Linked DNA regions of Zea mays: region 1 is linked to region 2. Evidence: chromatin contacts called from public Hi-C data. All regions are on one chromosome and are shown on one strand. Each heading gives the region's core, a stretch centred on a gene start, on an enhancer-like site or on the middle of the called end of the contact. The rest is flanking DNA. Distances are from core to core; before and after follow the strand shown.

The links. Hi-C and Micro-C count contacts between places; a contact is called where the count stands out from the background.
Region 1: a contact with region 2 is called in a Hi-C map of ear, with 2.5 times the contacts expected there. The contact joins the promoter of LOC103641649 here to the promoter of LOC103641646 in region 2. A contact is called at or near these places in 3 of 25 Hi-C or Micro-C datasets (ear and leaf).

The regions. Positions count from the first base shown.
Region 1 is chr10:119,601,551-119,607,337 of Zm-B73-REFERENCE-NAM-5.0, reverse strand. LOC103641649 (protein GrpE) reads left to right here and starts at 1,841. Exons shown (of 3, transcript XM_008664980.3): 1 at 1,841-2,109; 2 at 3,435-3,904; 3 at 4,301-4,725. The coding sequence starts at 3,470. The coding sequence ends at 4,489. LOC100382467 reads right to left here. Exons shown (of 5, transcript NM_001175207.1): 5 at 5,210-5,684. The coding sequence ends at 5,632.
Region 2 is chr10:119,471,761-119,477,214 of Zm-B73-REFERENCE-NAM-5.0, reverse strand. LOC103641646 (aldehyde dehydrogenase family 7 member A1) reads right to left here and starts at 1,715. Exons shown (of 4, transcript XR_560424.4): 1 at 1,599-1,715; 2 at 302-399. LOC103641645 (putative magnesium transporter MRS2-D) reads right to left here. Exons shown (of 6, transcript XM_023301251.1): 6 at 5,117-5,454. The coding sequence ends at 5,402.

The DNA.
Region 1 (5,787 bases), core at 592-3,091, 130 kb before region 2:
AAGGTGTAAGCCTATTTTCCTTTCACCAAGCTTATGGGCTTGCAATTTCAGGTGGTGTATAAAAAGGGAATAGAGAATGTAGTAGCGGATGCATTATCAAGGAGGGAGCATATGATGGGGTTGTCTGTTCTCTCTGAAATTCAACCTATATGGATTCAAGAAGTAGTGAACTCCTATGCCACAGATGAGGAGGCACAACAATTGATCACTCAACTGTTAATTCAGAGCCCGGACGAGCAGGGGTTTTCTTTGCAGCAAGGTATTATAAGAAAAGCAAACTGAATCTGGATCGGATGCAATTCAGCCTTGCGTACTAAACTAATTGCAGCACTGCATGATAGTGCAGTTGGGGGGCACTCTAGAATTCAAGCCACATATCAGAGGGTAAAGAAGGTGTTCTGGTGGAAGGGTTTGAAGAATGATGTGACACAGTATGTGCAGCAATGTGCAGTCTGCCAAAAGGCTAAGGCTGAGAGGGTGCACCCAGCAGGGCTGCTACAGCCTTTACCAGTTCCACAAGGTATTTGGGAAGAGGTGACTATGGATTTCATAGAAGGATTACCAAAGTCTGAAGGGTTTGATACCATTCTGGTAGTGGTGGATAGATTCTCGAAATACAGTCATTTTCTTCCTCTAAAGCACCCTTTTACTGCTAAAGGTGTTGCCCAAGTATTTCTCGAGAATGTGGTGAAGTTGCATGGGGTCCCAAGGTCTATAGTGTCTGACAAAGACAAGGTTTTCACCGGTGCCTTTTGGAAAAATCTATTCCAACTTATGGGAGTGAAGTTGTTAATGTCCACTGCATATCACCCTCAAACTGATGGTCAGAGTGAGTGTGTGAATCAGTGCTTGGAAATGTATCTCAGGTGTGTTGTGCATGACCAACCTAACAAGTGGAAGAGCTGGATCGCTTTAGCTGAGTACTGGTATAATACTACTTATCATTCGGTGCTGGAGTGTACACCCTTCGGTGTTGTATGGGTATGAAGCACCATTGCTGATTACACCAAAACTGTTGGGAATTGAAGATAGGGAGATAGCTGACTGGATTGCTGAAAGGAATGCCTTTTCAGTCATGTTAAAGGAGCAGTTAGCACGAGCTCAGCTTCGCATGAAGCAGTATGCTGACAAGGGCAGAACTCCCAGGGAGTTTCAAGTGGGTGATCTGGTTTTGCTGAAATTACAACCTTATGCACAAAAGACTGTGGTGAACCGACCCTGCCCTAAATTGGCATTTAAGTACTTTGGTCCTTTCAAGGTGATATCGAGGATTGGGGTGGTGGCATACAAGCTGGAATTACCTGGGGATGCACAAGTACATCCGGTCTTTCATGTGTCACAACTGAAGCCATTTTTGCCCTGTTATTCTCCAATTTTCTCAGAGCTACCTACTGTGGTGGATTTGTTTCAAGGGGGTATAGAGCCAGAGCAGATCCTGGATCGAAGGATGGTGAGAAAGGGCAATCGAGATATTGTTCAAGTGTTGGTGAAATAGACTAGGGTGCCTAAGGAAGCTGCAATATGGGAGGATTATTCAGTGGCCAAGGCAAGGTTTCCGGAGGCAAACGCTTGGGGACAAGCGTTATCTAAGGTCCGGGGAGATGTCATGACTGAAGATGCAGCCTAAAGTAGATCTGTGGGAAATGGGAGTGGTGCGAGAGGATGGTCGAATGAGGTCAGTCAGGCAATTTCTATTTCGCTATTATGGAGATGGTAATCGAGTCTGTAATGGAATTGTGGGCTGCTTAGGCCGTATAAGTGCCATCTTGGATCGTAATTAATAGGTCAGGGGAGTTGATGGTGTGCCTATATATATTATACTCGTGCGTCTTGTGGCAGACATGCAAAATGAGAAAAGGAATCTAATCAGTTTCAACCGTCGAAACACTTGCCTCTGTTCTTCTCTGCTTGTGCTTGCGTTGATTCCATCGCTGGCCAAGGGTCGTGACTCGTGACACGACCCCAGGAATTAGCTCGGGCTGCCGTGCTGCCTGCTTGCTGGCGTCCCAGCAGGCCGAGTCCTGCTTTTCTCTCCCAGTCTCCCTCCGGCGCCCCAATGCCGAGCTGCGGCCACTACGCGTCGCCGCCGGCTCTAGCGTTGACCCGAAGGTGAGGTATTTCAGACCTACTTTTGCGTTTAGTGGTAATCGACAACGTGGGTTGGGTGAGAGACATCGAGCGAGCGATTAGCTCGCGGAGAATTTCGCCCATTGGACACTTGCAAGCTTGAGGAGCAGAGACAGTACGGAAGCACTGTTCTTTGAGAAATGTGAAGATCTCTCTGTAGATTCTCGTATGTATATGTGCTGGCCATCTCCAGCAGAGAACTGTTTTACATAGAGTAGAGTTTGAAATAAACGGTGAGATAGGGAGTATGATATGGAGATAGTCTTAGGTGCGTCTTATTCTTCAACAGTTTGTTCCATGACTAGCTGCCGTTGGAGTGTTACAAAGAATGACTGATGCAGACCTGAACTTGGTGCGTTAAGGTGCCATGGCTAATTTTGCGATAAATACCCATCTTTAGTATGCTCTGAATGTGGCCTGGACTACAAGAACATGTAGTTAATCTACACTAGTTGGGGTTTACCCAGCGGTGGAGTGCCTGATATGGCTCACGCCATACCTTCCCTTCACCCGCACGCCGCACCGCACTCTTGTTTCTTCGACGCCTGCCACCACCATTCTAGCTCTCCTCTCCAGCTCCATCCGCAGCCTGTGCTCACCACCATTATAGCTCTCCTCTCCAGCTCCATCCGCAGCCTGTGCTCGCGGCTCGCCAGCTCTGACACTGAGCTCCACCTTCTCCAATCTCCTGCTCCTGTATGGCGTGCGCCACTGCGGTTGTTGGCCCTTCTCGGTGTGGTCGCCCCTTTGCGCTCATGCGGCACAGCGGCAACTCTCTCCGCTCCTCCCTCTCCAACTCCAACATGCAGCATCTCAGCGTGACAACGTCCATCTTCCTCCCCCGGCCATACCTTGTTTCTGGGGTGTGCTCTGCCACTGGGTTTACCAAATACAGAAGATGGACTAAAATTAGACTGCTTTGCTATTACTATGAATCACATGGGTGTCTGGCCGTCGGAGATAAGGTGGCCGTCGGATGTTTGTTAGTTTACTGTAGTGTGGAGGACATTGGAAACGCCCTGTTCTTTTCTCTGAGCTAAATCGGATAGTTTGAGGAATATTGTGTGAAAATAGGAGCAACAAGTTTTATGGCGCAGTTGTAAAGTTGCATTTTGAACTGCTATTGCACCTCGTCAGCAATGAGGTGAATAAGTAATAAAACATTTATATAAATGATAGCAATGAAATGGGAAGAGAAACAAACCATTTGAAAATGCCCAGGTTCTCTGTTGGATCTTCATGTCATGCTTTTCATTTTGACGAAATGTGTTTCATCAAGTTTCACCAGAATGACTATGTCGCTGCAGGTTGTCAACGACTCAACGGGGAAGATTTTCGTCCCATGAATGACCTAATTCAACTATACATGACAGCTTTTCTGGAAGGAAACAATGAGGTTCTTGGTGTAGTTGAGAAGGCAATCGCTGCTGTGGAAAAAGAGAACAGTAGAGTAGCTTATCAACTTGAAAGTATTACAACTGAAATAAATTCTGGGAAGGAAAAATTTATTCGCTTAAATGCCAATCTGGAGAATTTCCGGAAACAGGCTGAAAAGGACGGTGCCAAGTTTACATCAAATATACGGGTGGATGTTGTCCAGAGCCTGTTACCTCTGGTTGATAGTTTTGAGAAAACGAAATTAGAGAACACCCCAGGGACTGAGAAGGAGCAAATGGTCAGCACAAGCTATCAAGGCATATACAAGCAGTTAGTTGAAACGCTAAGATATTTGGGTGTAGGAGTTGTGGAAACAGTTGGCAATCCGTTTGATCCTTTGGTAAGTAATATTTACCCTTCCGTCACCTGTTTGATTCTCATTGACTGGGTCTCTCTCCCTAAAACATTGTATGCAAACAACATATTGGATCCTTTTGAACACGCAAAAAGAATTATGTTCGAGTATTAACAAGCGCATAATAATACCTAGGTTTTTATGGCCTGTTTCATACTCATGGGATCAAGCTTAGCTTTCACACAGTTTCCTGCATCTATGTTGCAGTACATCTCTTTTGATCTAAATAATATTGGGTATTTGGCAGAAAAACAAATGGGCATCCACTTTCAGTGTTTACAGCTAGAAAGTATGATCTGCATGAGAGTCGAACAGTGTTACTTTTATGTTCATCATATATGCACCACTGTGGGGGCTCATTCTTAATGTTTTCTTATGCAGGTCCATGAGGCCATCTCACGAGAAGCATCCATGCAATTCAAGGCAGGGATTGTCATGCATGAAGTCCGCAGAGGGTTCCATTTGAAGGAGAGGATGCTAAGGCCTGCTACTGTGAAAGGTCTCAACTGGCTCTGGCAAACAAAGTGCAAGCTCATAGAGGAGGGCAAAGATGCCGCTCTGTGGATCTGATCAAACGACTATCAGGAACTGATAGACAAATAAAGGACCTCTCCTTCTGAGCAGCATTTTTCTGTTCATAACATGGCGGATGTGTTCGGTCTCAAATGAGACAGGTCACCTATATATGTTGTTGCCAGCGAATTGCTGTTACTTGTAAATTGTAATCTGCTAGAATTTTGCCCACCAAAAGAGAGGGTGTAACATTGCACATACATACCGGCTTTATATTGACTTACTTTCTCGAACTAAGAACTTCTTCGGTTATTCTAATTACATATGGATTAAAGTGTATTGGAATGGATTATGATAATTTTGACATGTTATAGATTTTAAATCGACTTAATACTACTCAATCCACATGGTTAAAATCCACATGGTTTAACGGTGAAAAAAAAAACTATAAAGGCTTATTCGGTTAGAGGTAGATTGAGGGTGATTGGAGGTGGATAAATTGGAGGTGGATAAATTCTTGAATAGGAGGGGATTTATTTATCTCCAATCCCTCCTAATCCACCACAAGGACTAAGACGGTTTTTTCATGAATTCCATCTATCTTGCTATTGAGGTATTTGGATCTTTTTCACACATTCACATCTTGATTAAAAAAGGAAGTTTGTTTACCCAAAAAAAAACACTACACCTATCCGAAGGCATTTGCGTCGATTCTTACCAAACAAGCTTTAGAAGCCACAAACCACACAACTTACAGCGCAACAAGAACATAGATATAACAAATAAACAATTCTATTTCGGAATATAGAACTGTTTATAAATGAAGACATGTTTCAGACGAATACTATGTCGTGCTTAGGTCAATTCCTTTGAATTACGTGGCAGCTATACGACAACTTTTTACACCGCTGTCGGGCAAGGCAGGGAGTCAAAGAACTGTTTCATACGAATATCTGCTCTTTGAGCTGCCGACGCAGACCCTGGTATTACAGAAGGGAAAGTGCTTCGCGTAGGATGCACCCGTACAAAAGCCCCAATATGCATGGCCTGGAACATACAAGTGAAAGAGCTGCTGCTGGCGCACAAGTATACGGGTTTCCAGTTTATAGGCACGATCAGGTGTTTTATTTCTGCCTATGCAAGTGTAACTGGTCTATTTATCAGTCGAACTCCAGAACAGTTTCAGGGATACGAGCGCCTCAGAAGAACTTCTCATAGTCTTGAGGTTGCTGGTCCCAAACCTCCATAAAACCTGAAACCATAAAGAAAAACATTTAAAAAACAACGCACAAGGACCAAGGACAATTAAAGAATCAAATCACATATCTTATATGTCCTGTTCAATTGTTCAACAC
Region 2 (5,454 bases), core at 466-2,965:
CATGATTTTTTGTCCTAGAGAAGGGACTAGCTGAATAGTGTGCTGTGTGAATATACCAACCAAAATGAAAAACAGTGAACCAGACTTTCTTAAGCTATACCTTGTAAACCAAAATAACTACCATTCAATTAAGCAAAAACTAGAATGCTACCGATGCAGTACCACCAGTCCACCACACTGTCCACACAGGCATCTAATGCAAAAGAGGGATGAGCAATACAGCTCGCATTTGCTTTCCACAAATACAGAGACATCCTTTGTTCAATACCAATTAAATTCTCGGTATCATTGAGCTACTTACCCGAGCCACTTAAAAATAATATCTGGCCTCTTTGTAAATATAGAACTGCTCAATCCTTGAGGAACAGAGTTATTGATTTCAATTGCTTCCTTCAAGGTCTGTAGGAAACACAAACCTCATGGATATTAGACACAGTAGTTCTCAATTGTAGAAATTAGAACAGATACAAAATACAAAAAAAACATAATATTGAACTATATGCTACCTGAAGTAATAAACTATTGGCTCAAGCAGTCAACTCTAATTAACTAGAATTTATGTCGATATAACATGTGATCAACTGCACCCACCACGCTTAAATGCATTTAGTATGCACAATAAGGCGCTCATGCAGGGTACCTAAAACCGCTAGCCACAAAATATATGAACCTGATTTCTTGTGCTTGTAAAAGGATAATAGCAAATGCTGCCAACAGCTGGTAGACGAATATTTCTCAGTTGGACATGAGACATGTAGATTAAAACAAAAGCATAGTTGCAGGAGCCCACAATGCATGCAAAACTTTGAGTTCGGAATTTTGGCAGACACTTAAAGGGCCCGATTTGACAAGGAGGATGCTCTGGGAATATTTCGCACTCCTATGTGTGTTGATAGTTCAAATTTTGAACCAAATCTCAAGGACTTGGATCCCAGTGCTTCTATCCAGAGAAACCCACGTGTACGTTGTTGTACCCTACTACCAAATGCAACCAGCAATTTGAAAAAAAAGGAAATACCCATTGCTCCCAGAGTTCTGGTTCCATGCTTGAGCGCGAGCAGAAGAAGAGTGGGAACAGGACAAGCAAGCCTAATAATTTACTAGGAAAACTGAAAGGTAATACGACAGCAGAGAAAACTCGGGATGCACACACACAAAGATACAGAACTACTACTACTACAGAAGAACTGAACGGACAGGCAGCAACCTTGCAAAATTGCAAGGCTCTGAGAATGCCCTCGTCACGGTAGGTTCAGGACGCGCAGCAAATGCATCCCCAGGAGGAGCGTGGCGACGGCGTCGTGCGGTACGGTTTCAGAACCGGCTGGCCTGTGGCATTTTCGGGAGGGGCCGTGCAAAATCCACACGGATTTGAGCAAGAACAGTAAACCCATCCGGACGCCTGCCACAAAAGCTGATCCCGGAACCTGTTGGACGGGAGATGGTGGAGGAGCGGGTGCGGCTGTGGGCGGGTCGGGTGCGAGGAGCCCGAGGGGAGAGCGAGTGGTGGTGATGGTGAACTCCCACCAGCTGCTCCATTTCCTCCGGCGAGAAGAGGGAGGAGGGAGGGAGGAGGGGGCCGGCGCCCGGCGGCGTACCTAGCGTCCTGGCGGCTCTGGACTCTGGCCGGAGTCTGAAGTCTGGGTGACATTGTAGCGGCTGCCGACTGAGGACGGCTAGGCGGCTGGCAGGGCAGGAGAGATTTGACATTATGAAACGCGACGGATGCGGCTTCAACGAAATAGAGGCTCAGACGAGGGTTTCTCCATTATAGAAAAGCTGAGCATAGTCAACACTCTAAAATAGACATGCCAACTCTATTAACAGATTCAGAGCAGTATTAGTCTCGTTGAAACCGGGTTCCGTCTTAGCGCCGTCGTCGTCAGTTCTCCTCCATCCCCGTCGCGTTCTCCATCTCCGTCGCTTTCTACTTCATCTCTGTCGTGTTCTCCTTCGCGCGGCAGCCGGGCGCCGCTGCCTCCGACCAAGACTTCGCGCGGCAGCCATACCCGTCGCGTTCTCCACGACCTCGACCTCGTCCTCTTCGTCTTCCTCGTCGGCCTGCTGCTCGGCGAGGCGGCGGCGGGCGTCGTGAGACACGAGTACCACCTCACCCCCAAGGATGGCGACCTGACGAGCCAGGTCGTGCTGCTGAACGGCAGGGCGTTGGCCACCGACGCGGCGGGGAACATCCCCGCCCTGGAGGCGGTCGAGGTGGACGCGGCGCGGCCCATCGCCGTCACGCCCTACTCCATCGTGTTCGCTCGCGTTCCGCATTTCAGTGCCCCGGCGTGTAGGGTAGAGTAGCGGTTTAGATGGGTAGATTCATAATGGGTTTGCCGTGATTGGTGATGATGGACAGCTAAGCTTTCCATCTGGTGAGATGAGGTGAAGTGAGGTGCAAGGCATCTGTCGAAAGAGAAGGGATGCAATGCAATGGGGGTGAGTTTGTTTTCTTTTTACTCCTGGAATTGTAAAAGGTCGAAGAAATTCATGATGATCAGCGATGGGAAGGGGAAAAAACTCGTTCCCGTTTGTCTCTGTTCATGGTTGGAAACACCACTGAAATCGACGTAAGAACGGTACTAACCAAATTTGCTGAGCTCAAGGAAAGCATCAACTTCTCAAAAAGAGCAGGAAAAAAAACGGAAAGCATCTAAGAACAACTTTGCCTAGAACCAAAGAAATGCCAGAATATTGTGAAGCACCGAGAAAATAAGAGAACTCGATCTGGCTTCAAGTTTAAGGTTCTTTTATGAACTTGTCGGCAACAGCTATGACAGTACAAACAGCAATCGTATAACGCAGAGCACGACATTGGATGATTGGAAATGGGCACCAGCAGAACAGGCCAATACGGACTGTGATTTACCACCAGTACAATGCAACAATCATCATGTATCATCGCCATCATGTTCAAAAAAAAGGTTTCAGCATCATCGCCATCATCGAGGGACTAAGAAAAATTGCCAGACGCAGGACATCGGTTCTCTTCTACGTGGAGCTACAGGGAGTAAGAGTAAGGCTAACAGTAAAACGCGCCTCCGGCTCCGGGAGGCCCAAAGATTGAATGTGCGAACAGCAGCAGCAATCCTGAAACAAAAATACAGCAGTGCAGCTAGGCGGCGACTAGCGCACAGTACACAAAAAGAACTGGCGATTTGGCAGGAGTTATTCGATATTGTCCACGGTCGGTCGGGAGATCGTATACTTCTGCTGTGTGCTTGGTGTTGCCCCTTTTTACAGGTACTTGAAGAGCAGGCCACCCTGGGTGGCAAAGAAGGGGGCAAACACGAGGGACTCCACGGCCATGAGCTTGATGAGGATGTTAAGGGACGGGCCGGAGGTGTCCTTCAGGGGGTCACCGATAGTGTCACCGATCACAGCGGCCTTGTGGCAGTCAGACCCCTTGGGGCCAAGGGTCCTCGCGTGCTCCAGATGCTCCAGATGCTGCCGCCGAATTAAGGACAAGCAGGGAAGAAGAAGCAGGGACAAGGCTCCAGATCAAGGACAAGGCTCCAGATGCTGCCGCCGCACCGAGCCAAGGCCGCCGCCGACTCCAGGCTCATCGTGCCGTGGGCGCCGCAGGCCGCCGTGCTGCGGCACCCGGCCGTGGGCGCGTTCGTCACGCACTCCGGCTGGGGTCCGTCGTCGAGGGCATGGCCGGCGGCGTGCCCATGGCCTGCCGCGACCCGCTGATGAATGCGCGTGCGGTGCTGTTGAAAGGATGAGGAAGACGGCTGCTGCATTCCAGATAAATTTGCGCAGGAAGAGAAGAGAAAAGAACGACGGCTGCCAGGAGAGAGGTAACGGATGTAGACGACGTCAGTGTCCATGATTTTAATCAAAGAGGTTACCAAGTAATGGAGTGTTCTTGTTCGTTTTAGCGAGTGGCCTATTCTCTGCTTTTCCATATCAGCTAATCCCCTGCCTACGCCTCCAAAACGTCGAAGCCGCACGTGAGAATCTCCATAATAGCAAATTTCTCGCAGGGCTGAGGACGTGTAGGGTTTGAGGACGGCCCAAGAAGGCCCATTAATTCTATAGCGACCCACCGCTAGTCCCGACGATATCTATAGCGACCAACCATAAGTTGTTAAATTTTTAGACTTGTAGCGACCAACCGACCGTTGCTACAAAAAGATTTAGCGACTGACCGTCGGTCCCTAACCTTTAGCAACCAACAGTTGGTACCTAATAAGGGTCGCTAAAGATCAACCATCGTGTAGTGTTCTTTGTCGAGTGTCACACTCGGCAAAGCCTTTGCCGAGTGTTTTTAAGACTTCGCCGAGTGCTTCAGGCACTCGGCAAAGCGATTGATTCCGGTAGTGTAAGGTGTAGCTTAGTTGGTTAAAATAAACTGAGTGTAGCTTAGGCCCTATTTGGAAGCAACCTATTTTTTAAGAATAAACTTTCTGGGTGCAAGAAATTGTTTTATGAAAAAAAAAGCTAACTATTGGTTTTTAGAACCATCTTCATAAACTGGTTTTAGATAGGGAAGGCTAGCTTCTTGTTTTTTAAGAAAATGATAATCCATCTAGTTCCTATAAAATAGGGCATAAAACCACCTTAATTTTTATAAAACTAGATTCTTAAAAATTAATTGGGTGCTTCCAAACATGCACTTAATTGATTGGGTTTTCTATGATATGGAATGCTTTTACGGAGCGGACTGCGTCTATACTGGGTCTCGTGATAAAAAAGACCTAATTGACCACCTATTACATCAACACCATTATAATCATAGTTATTTTGTCTTTGAACAAGAACGCTGCTAAGTGAGGAAACAATGCTTTCTTTTAAAGTTGTGTGTCGTGGATGTAATAGATTACTGATGTGTTTGGTTTGAGGCCAAAGTGGGATGAGTCGAGGGTGGCACTGTTTTCTCGATTTTTTGGGATCACGCCGCCACCAGAAACTACTCCGGGGTTTACCTCACCACTACATGACTCTCATCCAAATACTATTAAATTGTGCCCGCCCTATTTCATCCCTTTATCTACATCCAACTAAACACACGTGCAATAGAATAGATACAAAAGCAATAGAGAAGAGAAGAGAGATGTTAGATTTATAGATATAAAGAGGAGACAAAGATATGGATTAGATACACATATGTTGGGATAACACAGTCAGTCTCCTGTTAATCTGACAAACAAACGTTGATTTGACGCCTTGCTACGAGATACACATATGTTGGGATAAGACACAGTCAGTCTCCTGTTAATCTGACAAACAAACGTTGATTTGACGCCTTGCTACGATTGCCACGGCCACAGTACCTCAAACCTTTTATGGGCTCATTATGGCAAGTCAGTGCCTCTCTCTCTCTATTATATATATACATCAAAGAAAAGAAAAGAAAAGAAAAGATATGGTCTATTCCTCGCATAGTCGCATGTCACTGCAGTATACCGCTCCTCTTGTAGCAGATCAGCGCGACGACGTAGACGG